Linked DNA regions of Mus musculus: regions 2 and 3 are each linked to region 1. A link is a contact called in public HiChIP or PLAC-seq data. All regions are on one chromosome and are shown on one strand. Each heading gives the region's core, a stretch centred on a gene start, on an enhancer-like site or on the middle of the called end of the contact. The rest is flanking DNA. Distances are from core to core; before and after follow the strand shown.

Region 1 (3,581 bases), core at 392-2,891:
CTATAGAACAGGTTAGCTCAAAATGGTGTTGTGTTAAACATTTTGCTCATTTCTTGTCTCACAGTTTTTGTAGACCAGAAAATCAAACAGCTTTGTTCTGCATTATTATGTCTAGGGTCTCACAGGGACGACTCAGAGGTTAGGAACTAGAATCACCTCAAACATCTTTTATTCATCTGCCTATGAATAGCCATATAAGGCATTTTCAGACACCATGGGCTTCCTTACAACTTGGAGATTGGATTCTAAGGTGAGTGCTCTGAATGTGAAATCAAGATAGAGAGCACGTGTACATGCATGTATACACACACACACACACACACACACACACACACACACACACCTGCCCTTGGGAGTAACAGTGTCATTTCTATCACATTTTCTTGGTTTAGATGGTTTTAAGTTTCAAGAAGAAGGAACATAGATTTCCATCCCCCACCTCACTCTTGATTGGTGGAGGATCATTTTATGTCATAAGAAATCATGTCTGATGAGTTATAAATATTGGTGCAGCCATCTTTAGAAGATATAGTTGGCCATGATTGGGCCTCTGAGGGTTAGATAGCCCAGGCTAGGAGTCATGCTACTCTGCTTCCTAATACTCTGGTTATGAGCTAGACTGTTCTGTGGCCTCTTCATTCTTCAGTTTCCATACAGGACAGATTCAGCGAGTCCGTGAGTTGCCGCCTAAACGATTCCTTTAGTACTTGCTGCATTTAGGTCCCAGAGCACCTCATTCTTATTATCTAATGCAGCAGAAGGCATGCTCTGTCCTGAACCACCACTTCCGTTTGCTGCATTCTCTACCAGGAAGGAAGGGTCTCTGACATAAAGGCAAGGTAAATAATATGTGAGTAGTAACCGAGGTTTGTGAAGAAGCTGTTTGTATCATTATTTTTCGTAAGAATCTAAAAGGTTCTGCCTAGTCCTGGTCCTTTAGAAGTCTGGGGAAACTGGAGAAGCCAGAGTAAGTATAATCAGCAGCAGGGAAGAGCTCCCAGGTTAGAGGTTATGCTCCCTGCTAAGTCTATGACAGCATCAGTTAAAGGTGGGAAGAGGAAGAGAATGGAAGGAAGGGAGGGAGGGAGGAAGCCAGTTTGGCCCTAGATTTTTGTTTGAAACAGCATCTCCCATAGACTAGGCTGGCCACAAACTCTCCATGGAGCCAAGGATGGCTTTGATCTCCTGATCCTCCTACATCTATCTGCCATGTGCCAGGATTACAGGCCTGTCTGCTGTTGTGGGCTGCCTGGTTTAGGTGTTACAATCCCAAGCAGTGTCATCTACAAGAGCAGTTCAATGCTCTTAATGTCTGGGTCATCTTCTCCGCTCTTAAAACTGACTTTTAAAAATTGTTTCCCAAGGCTGAAAAGATAATGGCTCAGTGGGTAAAGGTGTCTGCTACATGAGCCTGGAGACCCGATTTTGGTCCCATGTATAACTCCATTATGTTGTCCCCTAATCTCTACTACATTCTCTGATGCTTGTACATACCCCATCATGCACACACATACATAATAGTAATTTTTTTTAATAGAAAAAGTCCTATCACTTCAGGATTAGGATAAATAGTGATGAGAAATAATCACAGGCATGGCAGTTGTCCCTCTTCTCCCACAGTTCCTTGGAGTGTCAACTGCCAATCCTGATGGCATCTTAGTGAGAAGGAATCAGTTGGACCAGTCTCTGGCACTTTTCTTTTCCTCAGAAGTAAGGGGAGTTGGCTGACTCTCTTACATGTATAGAATAAGCAACATTGGGCCCCTTGATGGATAGTGTCGATGTCTGCTTCTGCCTACATTTCTGTGACCTTAGAGACTGGACACTTCCAAAAGCTAAGGTCCCTTTCACAGTCACCTGTTGAAATTAAGTGAAGGACCTACGTCTCTCAGTGACTTGAGCATGGCTTCTGCTGTTTCAATTAAAACCTTCTGTAGCTCCCAAGAAGACAGGGCTGGGGGTGGGGGGAGTGGGTGAAAGATTGCAGAGCCCAGCCTAGCCCACTGCCCTGCTCTCCACTGCTAACAGCACACCCAGAGCTCCCCTGGGGAGGAGGAAGCACGAGGAGAAAACACCTGTGAATTCCTTACACAACTCCCCCCATGGCTGCATTCCACTCTCTCCACTGCCAGAAAAGATTCATTTGTTCCATCTCTGACCTCAGGGCATGGACAAATGGATGGAGGCCTGGTGTGACTTCTCTACTCTTGGCTCTATTCCACTCACCAATTAATCACCTTACCCTAGCCTGACAAGCCAAGCCCTTTGCTGCTGTTCATCCTCTGGCTGTTCCTGCGATTGCTCTAAAGGCTCCCCCAGATGCAAGAACCCATCAGGTGGGGCAGGTTTTTTTTTTCTTTCCCCACTGTACAATTTATGCCCTGGCTGCCGAGAGGAGCTTCGTTCACTTATACAGTACTGAGCATGCTCAATACAGAGCCCTGAGGACTTCACTGGACTCTAGACTCTGTGGCTCAGTAGTTTTGCCACTGTGGCCTTGTCATTTGATGTCCCCCAAACTTCCAGAACCTTGAAAGAGGTTAAAGGTATCCATAGACCATATGATAAGATTCAGTGTGATGCTCTTAAGTAGACTTTATTGCTGATTTTAGAATTGGGCAACCAGATTTCTATGAAATGGAAGCATTCTGACCGGCTGAGAGAAGGATAACCATCATAGACAAACTAAGGCTGAACTAAGAAATGAAAACAAAAAGCAGACTGGTCATTTCAAAATGACTTTCTTTGTTGGGAGGGTCCAGGGAGACAGAATAATAGAAAAATAATGAGTTGTTTAACATCATATTACTTCATCTGTTAGGATTAAAGGATTACAGGATGTGAGGGTTAGAACAGGGGAGACTCAGTGTTGTGTTAACTGACGGACCCATGATAGGAAACCTGCATTCTCACCCCATGTGCTAGCCTGGAAAGTAGGCAGACACTGTGTGTGTTACAGGGAGAGACCTCCAGTACTTCCTCAGCCGTCATGAAGCAGAGAGGGCCTTCAGACCTCACTGTCTTTCTTCAGATGTATTCTGTATAACTCTAACACATTCTGGAATCTGAGGAGCTCTTGACTAAGGAAACAGTTTTCTTACTATAGCTAGCATTTGGAGGATCAGACTAGCCCAGAAGGCAGATGAGTAGCCTTTTACAAATTCCTCAACTTGGTTATTTTTTTGAGTCTACATCAAATAACTCAGAATCCATGTGGCTAGGGGTCAACAATTTTCCCTTTAAACATCTATTCACCCCCTCCCCAGGAATAGAAAATAAATATCTGTACCCAGGGGAGAGTGCCAGCTCTGGTAACACCTTGGTGCCACAGGGGCCTTCCCAAGAATCAAAGGGAAAAACTCTTAGCCACAAGTAAGTCAGCCATCCAGGGCCCGTGTCCAACCTCCCAGCACAGGGACACAGTTTGGAGGGTGAGGACAGTGACACCCCAAACCTGAGTTATGTCAGTTATCCAGAGTTGGCTGTGAATAGAGCAAAGGTGACCCAAGGTGGCATGTAGATTTCATCGCACGAATTCTCGGATCACATTGATAGCTTCTCAAACACAAAAAATCCCATTT
Region 2 (3,581 bases), core at 807-3,306, 190 kb before region 1:
ACTCTGCTAATAGTGTCAGATTTTCTAGTAGGTACATTGTGAAAGCTAAATTAGTGAAAAAAATAGTTCTTTGAGAATTGTATACAGTAAGTTTTCACCATATTCAACCTCTCCAACCAACAGGCAGCATTAATTTTAATATATTTCACTCAACTCTACATAACCAAAGTAATATTGTAGCATGCAATCCATATGAAATTATTGAGCTACTGTATACATTCTGTATTGTATCATTGAAATCCAGTGCATATTTTATTCTTAATTTTGATCAGCCACACTATAGTATTCAGTGGCTACCTATGACTAGTGGATGCTGGAAAGGGCAGGTGGGCCTAGAATGTAAGAAGTACTCTTTATAAAGTATTACAATTGTTGGCTTGGGATGTGGCTTAGTTGGTAGAGGGCTTGCCTCGCACGTACGAGGTCCTAGGTTTGATCCCCAGTAACACATAAACTAAGAGAGGTGGTGCATGTCTATAATCTCAGACTGGGGAGGTGAAGGCAGGAGGACCAAAGCTCAAGGTTATCCGGGCTACTTAGCAAGCTTGAGGCCAGCCTGTGACCCATGAGATCCTGTCTGAGAAAGAACAACGTGTTAGATTGTAACGCTTCCCACTGCCTTGTGGACAATGGACAACGGAACCAAGCACTCCCTCCCACCCCCCACTGCCACAACTCCCCAAAAGGGGTTGGGGGAATGTGTGGAGTGAAACAGAAGACCACCATAATTTTACGACTTCCAGAATGATTTTTTTGCTGGGCTTTCCTGAAGCTAAGCCACAAGCTAGTTAAGCCCGTGGGTCCTCCAGTATGGCCGATCGGTTCCCCGATGGGATATAGACTGATGCTTGTCACGTGACCACGTGTACACTCTTGTTTGTGGTGTGTGTTGATTTACTTGAGTTATCTTAGGAGAAGCAGACATCACCTTAAGTTTGAACAAATGGTGCTGCCTATTCCATTGATTTTGGTGGGACTGTCTTTCTTCTCTTCTATTGGATTTGAAGGGTGATGGGAGACAGTAGACAGGTAGGTAGCCTTGGGAGGCTTATGCCAAAGATTCTTGAACCTCAAATGTGTTCATTCAGGTGGAGCTGTGCTGAGTCACCACTGAAGGTGGGGTGACGGGCAGGGCTGAGGAGCCTGGGCTTGCGGTCCATGAGGAAGGAGGCTGTTGGTTCAGGGCTATTCTGAGAGTGAGTGGCAGCACACACATCTAGAGGAAAGCCCTACCGGGGTTGAGCCCTTGCTCTTAGCCATTACTCTCAACTCTACTAGGAGGCTCCCATTTTGCAGAGGAGAAAAACACAGCAGCTCAGAGCAGTCAGGCAACTTTCCCAGCTCAACAAAGGCTGAGGCTGGTCTCTCCCCAAAGGTGTCTGATGCAGTCTCTGCTCATAACCGATTTTCTCTGCTTCTGGAATGTTTTTTCCTGTCCTTCCTCTCCACTGCCATGTTCTCCTTGGCATGACATTTCTCCTGGTTCAGACGCTGGCCACAAAAATCTATCAGAGCCCTCATCATTGGTGAAGGAAAGCCATGTGAGTTGGGCAGTTGTGAGGGGAAAAGTAATAGCTGTGGTTCTGGTGCCTCTTAGATTGGCCCCAGGCCAGTGGCACCCTTGTTTGGAGGACAGATGTAATCACATCCCTACCACACGCCTTGCTTTGCCTTGTTTGTATTTGTGTCCTCCCTGATCCTTTCTTCTCCCATATCTCCCATATCACCTGCTCAGAGTCCTCTTCTGACCGCCCCGTGTAAGCTCTCCACCACTCCCATCAGCTTCCGTCTTATTATGTACTTGTTTGTTGGTTGGCTTGCTCCAGTATCTGGCTCCGCAGTAGCACGGAAGTTGTACGTGGGCAAACAGCGTGTCTGTTTGGTTTGCTAATGAATTTCTCATGCTCAGCACGGTGCCCAGGCCCAAGTAAGTGCTCAGGAAACATTTCTTGCACGAATGAATCAGGCAAGTTGGATGGGAGATGCCTTTAGACCCACACCTGCTCTGTGAATCCCAGGCTCCTTGTCACCTCTCTATAAGACGACCTCGAGGTGACCTCTAAGCCTCCTTCCAGCTCTGAAATTCCATGGCTCTCTGATGGACTTTGGAGACTGCTGAGCCCCACCCCGTTCAGTTATTTTGCCTTTATCGCCCAAGCCCAACTGATTTCTTTAGAAAAGGAGGTGGGTGTGTTTTAGGGAACTCTTAATTCCTTTGAGCATTTGGGCACTTTTCCAGTGCTTATAATTGCCTTAGGAACCAGTAAAGTTAGCAAGTTATTGATTTGGGACTAGATCTGTCAGCTTCATATTCTTTTTTCCTCTTCTTCCCCCCCCCCCCTTTTTTTAAAAATTATTTTCTGGTACTGTTGTGAGGTTACAGGCTAGTGCCTGAATCAACAGTTCTTTCTCTCTATAAGAAAGCTGTATTTTTAAATTTTGCTTTTGACTTTAATTGCAGCCAGCCATGAAAGGAGAGAATGAGGGTGTCGTTCCAGATGAGTGCACATTCAAAATCATTCAAACTCCACTTGGAAGAGGAGAGGAAAATTAATAATGAGAACAAACAGGCCTTTGGAAGCAGGCTCCCCTACTCACTCCTTTCTTTGTAAAATAGAGTCCTTCTCCTCACACAGTCAATGGAAAAAAACACTAGCGCAGAGACTGGGAGGTGTTCACACAATGGGCCCTTTCGGTCTACCCAGACCTGAGAAAGGCCAAACAGTGCAGAGCATGTGTGTGTGTGTGTGTGTGTGTGTGTGTGTGTGTGTGTGGCGACAGATTTAGATACATCAGCATTCAGCCACTCACCCAACAAATGTTTATGGACTACTTTCTCTGAATTAGCTTTCAAGCAGGGCAGGTATCAGTATAAACCAGTGACCAAGACAGGGAAATCCTAATACCCTGATGCTTTACCTGGTCTTATTACTTATACCTCCACCTGCTCCTAAGAACTTTGTGTGTATGTGTGCATGCATGTGTGTGTGTTAGTGTATGTATGTATGCTCATGTATGCATGCATATATACTGAGATCCATGTCAGATATCTTCCTTAAATTGCTTTCCATATTAATATTTTTATATCTTATATTTTGAGACATTGTCTCTCATTGGTCTAGAGCTTGCAGATTAGGCTAGACTGACTGGTTAGTATCCCCGGGAATCCTCTTACATAACCCAGCTAGAGCTGGGAATACAGGTGTGTGTACCAACATGGCTTGTTTTATTTTTTATTTTTCTGTGGCACTAGGCACTCTGCCACACCCTGTATGATCCCTGCATCCTTAAACACCTCTGGGTAACTTGCAACAGAAAATGTAATGTCAGTTCTATGGAAGCAGCCATCACTCTGGTATCGTTTAGAGAATTATGGCAAGAAAAAGTCTGTAAATATGTGTTACAGATGTACCTTTTTCCTAGATTTCATCTGTACCCGGTTGAGGCCAAAGATAAGAGGTGGCTGCATATTTAAGAAATAGGCTCTATTATGAGTTGAGGAAACCGGGGCACATTGTAGTGAAAAGATTGTCCAGTATCACATGTGTTGTGTTAGAAGGCAGTTCGTAGGGAGACAGATC
Region 3 (3,581 bases), core at 389-2,888, 170 kb before region 1:
GTGAGGATCATTAGCGAGCTTGGAGCTGGTCCTGGGACCCAGGCGATTGTCTGAGAACTCTTGTGGCCAGAAAGGTTCTAATAAATCTAACCTGGATTCTGCTTCCTGTCACTCAGTAGTCTTGGGTAACATTTGATATTTCCTCTTCCTCAAAGTACGAATTTATAAAGTACTAAATATGGATTTTGCAATGATGGGGTGGGGTGTATGTTGGGGGTGGGGGTGTAGACTGGAGAATGGTAGGCAATGGGAGTAGCCTAACAAATTAGCCGAAGAGTTAAGCCGAGGTTTTGGCCTTCCTTTCCTCTCCGGCCCTCCTTATCTGGGTAATTGCATCAATTCTACACTTGGGTTTGCATGTATGGCCGGCCTCTAAGCTGTGCAGAAAGGGATATCCTTTAATGATTTCTTTTGAATGGCTTTCCATCTGGGGAGGAAGAGGGCCCCTCTTGTTCAGAAACAAAGGAGCCATCCACCCTCCCAGATCTTTCTTCTCTATTAAGTATCTCTTGAATTTCAAAAGCCGGCTTGGAGTTTCTGGGTCCTGGTCCCAACAGCAGCAGTTTATTTTCTTTGTCCCTTTAAGTTTAGAAAACACTACAGGCCACGGAACCACTGTTCTTATTTTTCTTGGGTTCAAAAACAAATCCCGCTTCCAACCTGCTTAAAGCTCGCCATTTTTACAGCTAAGCAGTCCTAGGGCTGGCGTCCCTTCTTTAAAAGGGTCTTTGGCTTTGAGCTGCAGCAGCTGGATTTTGCTAGTCACTCCTCCTGTTCGAAATTCAGTTTTCAAGTCTGTCACTTGGTTTCCCCGCTGTCCCTCTTCCTGGGGGCTGCCCAGTTGTTTCTGAGGGGCCTTGAAGTGGTTTCCTAGCTATTTCAGAGCCCTGAACGACAATGTGTGCTCAGAGTTGGGCTGAAGAATGGAATCCCCTGTTTATATCCACAAACCCTCTCTCGCTCTCCTTCTTTTAAACATATGCGGAGTCACCGAAGAAACTGGAAGGAGATTAAAAGAAATGCTGGCTTTTAAAGCGAGTCTGAAAAACGTAAAGCTGGGAGCTGGCTTCCCGCTCTCCTCTCCTTCCCTCGCGCTGTGTTATGGGATTCATTTGCTGTGAGCCATCGCCGATTCATCATGCTCGTCCATCAGAGCCTTCAAAGCGAACCCCACAGCTGCTTTTGCCATTTATCAGTGGGAAATAAAAGAGAGACCGGGGAAAGTAAGGAGAACATATCACCACCTTCCAGAGCCTGGGATAATGGGTGTGAAAAAGGGGGTGGGGGTAGGGGTGGGGGCGGAGAGCTTATCTAATGAAACCCAGAGACTTCTCAGGATCGGGAGTTCCCGAACAAAGGCGGGGGACCTAGCAAAGCCAGCAGCCTGTCTGCAGCAGGGTCCTGGGGACAAAGCCTGCCAGAAACAAAAGGTTTAGTGGGAAACCAGAGGAATGCGCACAAAATGATCCCTACCTCCAGAGAGGTCTAAACCTCCAGATATTTGTAGGAATTTGTTCTCTGTGACCGACCACACAGCTGAAAGCTGAGAAAAACCCGGTGTTGGAGCTTGGAGCGCCAAGTGAATGTGTGACCTTCCCGCCCTTCCCTGCAGACTGGGAAATGACTGATCTGGTCATTCCCAGTTCTCATTTCCGTAGGGTGCCTGGACAAGACACCTGCCACTTTAAGTAAAGCCGCGGTGTCACAGTCCCAGTATTCCTCTGAGTTCTGAGAATCCAAGAGCAGGGGCCATCATTACTCGGGTGATAGCTGCAAGTTATCGTTCAGCCTAAAGCCACAATCCACAGCAGTCTGTGTGGAAGGAATAAACAGCCTAGACATTCATCATGGCTGATGGAACCCAAAGTCATTCAGCTGGAGGGAGGCTTCCGCAGACTGGAAGTGTTGGGGAACATGAATTCTTGAAATTCAAAGGAGCAATAATGTATACATGCAAGTATGTGAATGCATCTAAAAAACCAGAGTGAACCTATGGGTTTTCACTAACAGGAAATCTGAGACGGGAAAGGCTGTTTTACGGCAGGAAAGGGAGAGTTACTGCCCCCGAGAGCAAACTGCTAGGGACTGCTCCTTCAAGGCATAGGCAGTTTCAGTGGGTGATGCTAGTAGTCCAGATATAGACAGGTGTGGGCTTGCACAAAATATATCTTCTGTTAAAACTCAGTGGATTTCTGTTTTACTTATTCACATTCTTGAGACGTGGTCTTGTGTAGCCCAGGCTATCCTCAAATCCAGGGCTTTCTCTGCAGTAGACAGGCACTTTACCAAATAAGCCGCACGTAAGCTCTAGAGCTCAATGAGTTTTGGATTTAAGGTTGGTACATTTAGGTCTGGAGCACTGGCTGCTCTTCCAGAGGTCCTGAGTTCAATTCCCAGCAGCCACATGGTGGCTTTAACCACCTGTAATGAGATCTGGAGCCCTCTTCTGGTCTGCAGGTGTACATGCAGGCAGAACACTGTATGCATAATAAATAAATAAATAAATAAATAAATCTTAAAAAAAAAGATTAATGCATTTGTCAACACTCAGAAAAAAATTTTACTCTCTACACTTTATTCTAACCTGATTTCACAGGAAAAATGGGGACAGGGGAGACAAACAAATGTGGAACTCTAACCGACAGTGTGCATGCTACAACAGTGTGTATGCTGAAAGCAATGATGCTTTCAATTTACTTTGATGTTTGTGTGTTTTGAGACAGAATCTCTCTACACAGTCCAGACTGTGCTGAACTTTCACTGTGTAGACAAGACTGGCCTTGAACTCATAGAGATCTTCCAGCTTCTGTCTCCCAGGTGCTGGGATTAAGGGTGGGCACCGCAATGCCCAGCATTCAATGCATTTTAAAGCACACAAAAATCAGATGAGTTGGCATATGATAGATAGATGGCAAATCTAGGTAGCGTTTGGTAAACCAGCCATAGGACAGGGTGAAGAGTTACATGGATTCGTGACTGGTTTATGTTGACCCTTTCTAGAAAGTGTTGAAAAGATGAGGACACATACGTCCTTGTGTGGACTTAGTTCAAGTATTATAGTTAAGTGAGGGAAAAAGCATATGCAATGTGCTACCAACCATGTGTGTGTGTGTAAATAAATGTTTGTATTATAATTCTATATATTTATTTATATTTATGTATTTATTACATATTTATATGTTGATTATATATTTTATATATTATATATTATTTTATATATATTCAAGAAAAGAATAACTAATAGATGAAGGCTCTCAGAACTAATGCAGGGTGAGCTAGGTTGTAGAGAACACTGTAGTTAAGAACAATGTATTGTGTGTGTGTGTGTGCATGTGTGTTCGTATGTTTGTGTTGAGGCCAAAGGGAAGCCTCAGGTCTCAATCTTTGGAAGTTACTCTTTGACACAGGGTCTGCCACTGGCCTGGAACTGGCTAAACAGCCTAGGCTGGACAGCCAGCAAGTCTCAGGCTTCCTCCTCCCAGCTTCTCCTAGCCTACTTTTTCTTTGAATTAGGATTTATTTTTAGTTTATGTACATTGGTATTTTGCCTGCATGTGTGTGTGTCTGTCTATGTGAGGGTG

Evidence for each region. HiChIP or PLAC-seq counts read pairs in DNA pulled down with a chosen protein or histone mark.
Region 2: a contact with region 1 is called in an H3K27ac HiChIP or PLAC-seq map of embryonic stem cells, with 6 read pairs. The contact joins the enhancer-like site here to the promoter of 4930511E03Rik in region 1. A contact is called at or near these places in 6 of 484 Hi-C or Micro-C datasets (the Patski cell line, conventional type 1 dendritic cells, granulocyte-monocyte progenitors and 2 more) and 5 of 115 datasets of contacts at active chromatin or transcription factors (astrocytes, embryonic stem cells, pancreatic cancer cells and 1 more).
Region 3: an H3K27ac HiChIP or PLAC-seq map of embryonic stem cells shows a contact between it and region 1, with 6 read pairs. The contact joins the enhancer-like site here to the promoter of 4930511E03Rik in region 1. A contact is called at or near these places in 8 of 484 Hi-C or Micro-C datasets (conventional type 1 dendritic cells, granulocyte-monocyte progenitors, liver and 3 more) and 6 of 115 datasets of contacts at active chromatin or transcription factors (embryonic limb bud, embryonic stem cells, pancreatic cancer cells and 1 more).

What each region holds. Positions count from the first base shown.
Region 1 is chr6:94,942,193-94,945,773 of GRCm38.p6, forward strand. 4930511E03Rik (RIKEN cDNA 4930511E03 gene) reads left to right here and starts at 1,642. Exons shown (of 8, transcript NR_040761.1): 1 at 1,642-1,710; 2 at 2,165-2,336.
Region 2 is chr6:94,753,560-94,757,140 of GRCm38.p6, forward strand. No RefSeq gene overlaps it. Among named protein-coding and RNA genes, the nearest start is that of Lrig1, 55 kb to the left of the region's middle. RefSeq lists an enhancer at 1-3,581. Within about 2 kb of position 2,057, at least 47 of the 459 cell types and tissues checked have an H3K27ac peak or open chromatin away from gene starts, as enhancers often do. A contact at or near this core is called in astrocytes, embryonic stem cells and pancreatic cancer cells, where this site is marked.
Region 3 is chr6:94,772,658-94,776,238 of GRCm38.p6, forward strand. No RefSeq gene overlaps it. Among named protein-coding and RNA genes, the nearest start is that of Lrig1, 74 kb to the left of the region's middle. Within about 2 kb of position 1,639, at least 81 of the 459 cell types and tissues checked have an H3K27ac peak or open chromatin away from gene starts, as enhancers often do. A contact at or near this core is called in embryonic limb bud, embryonic stem cells, muscle stem cells and 1 more, where this site is marked.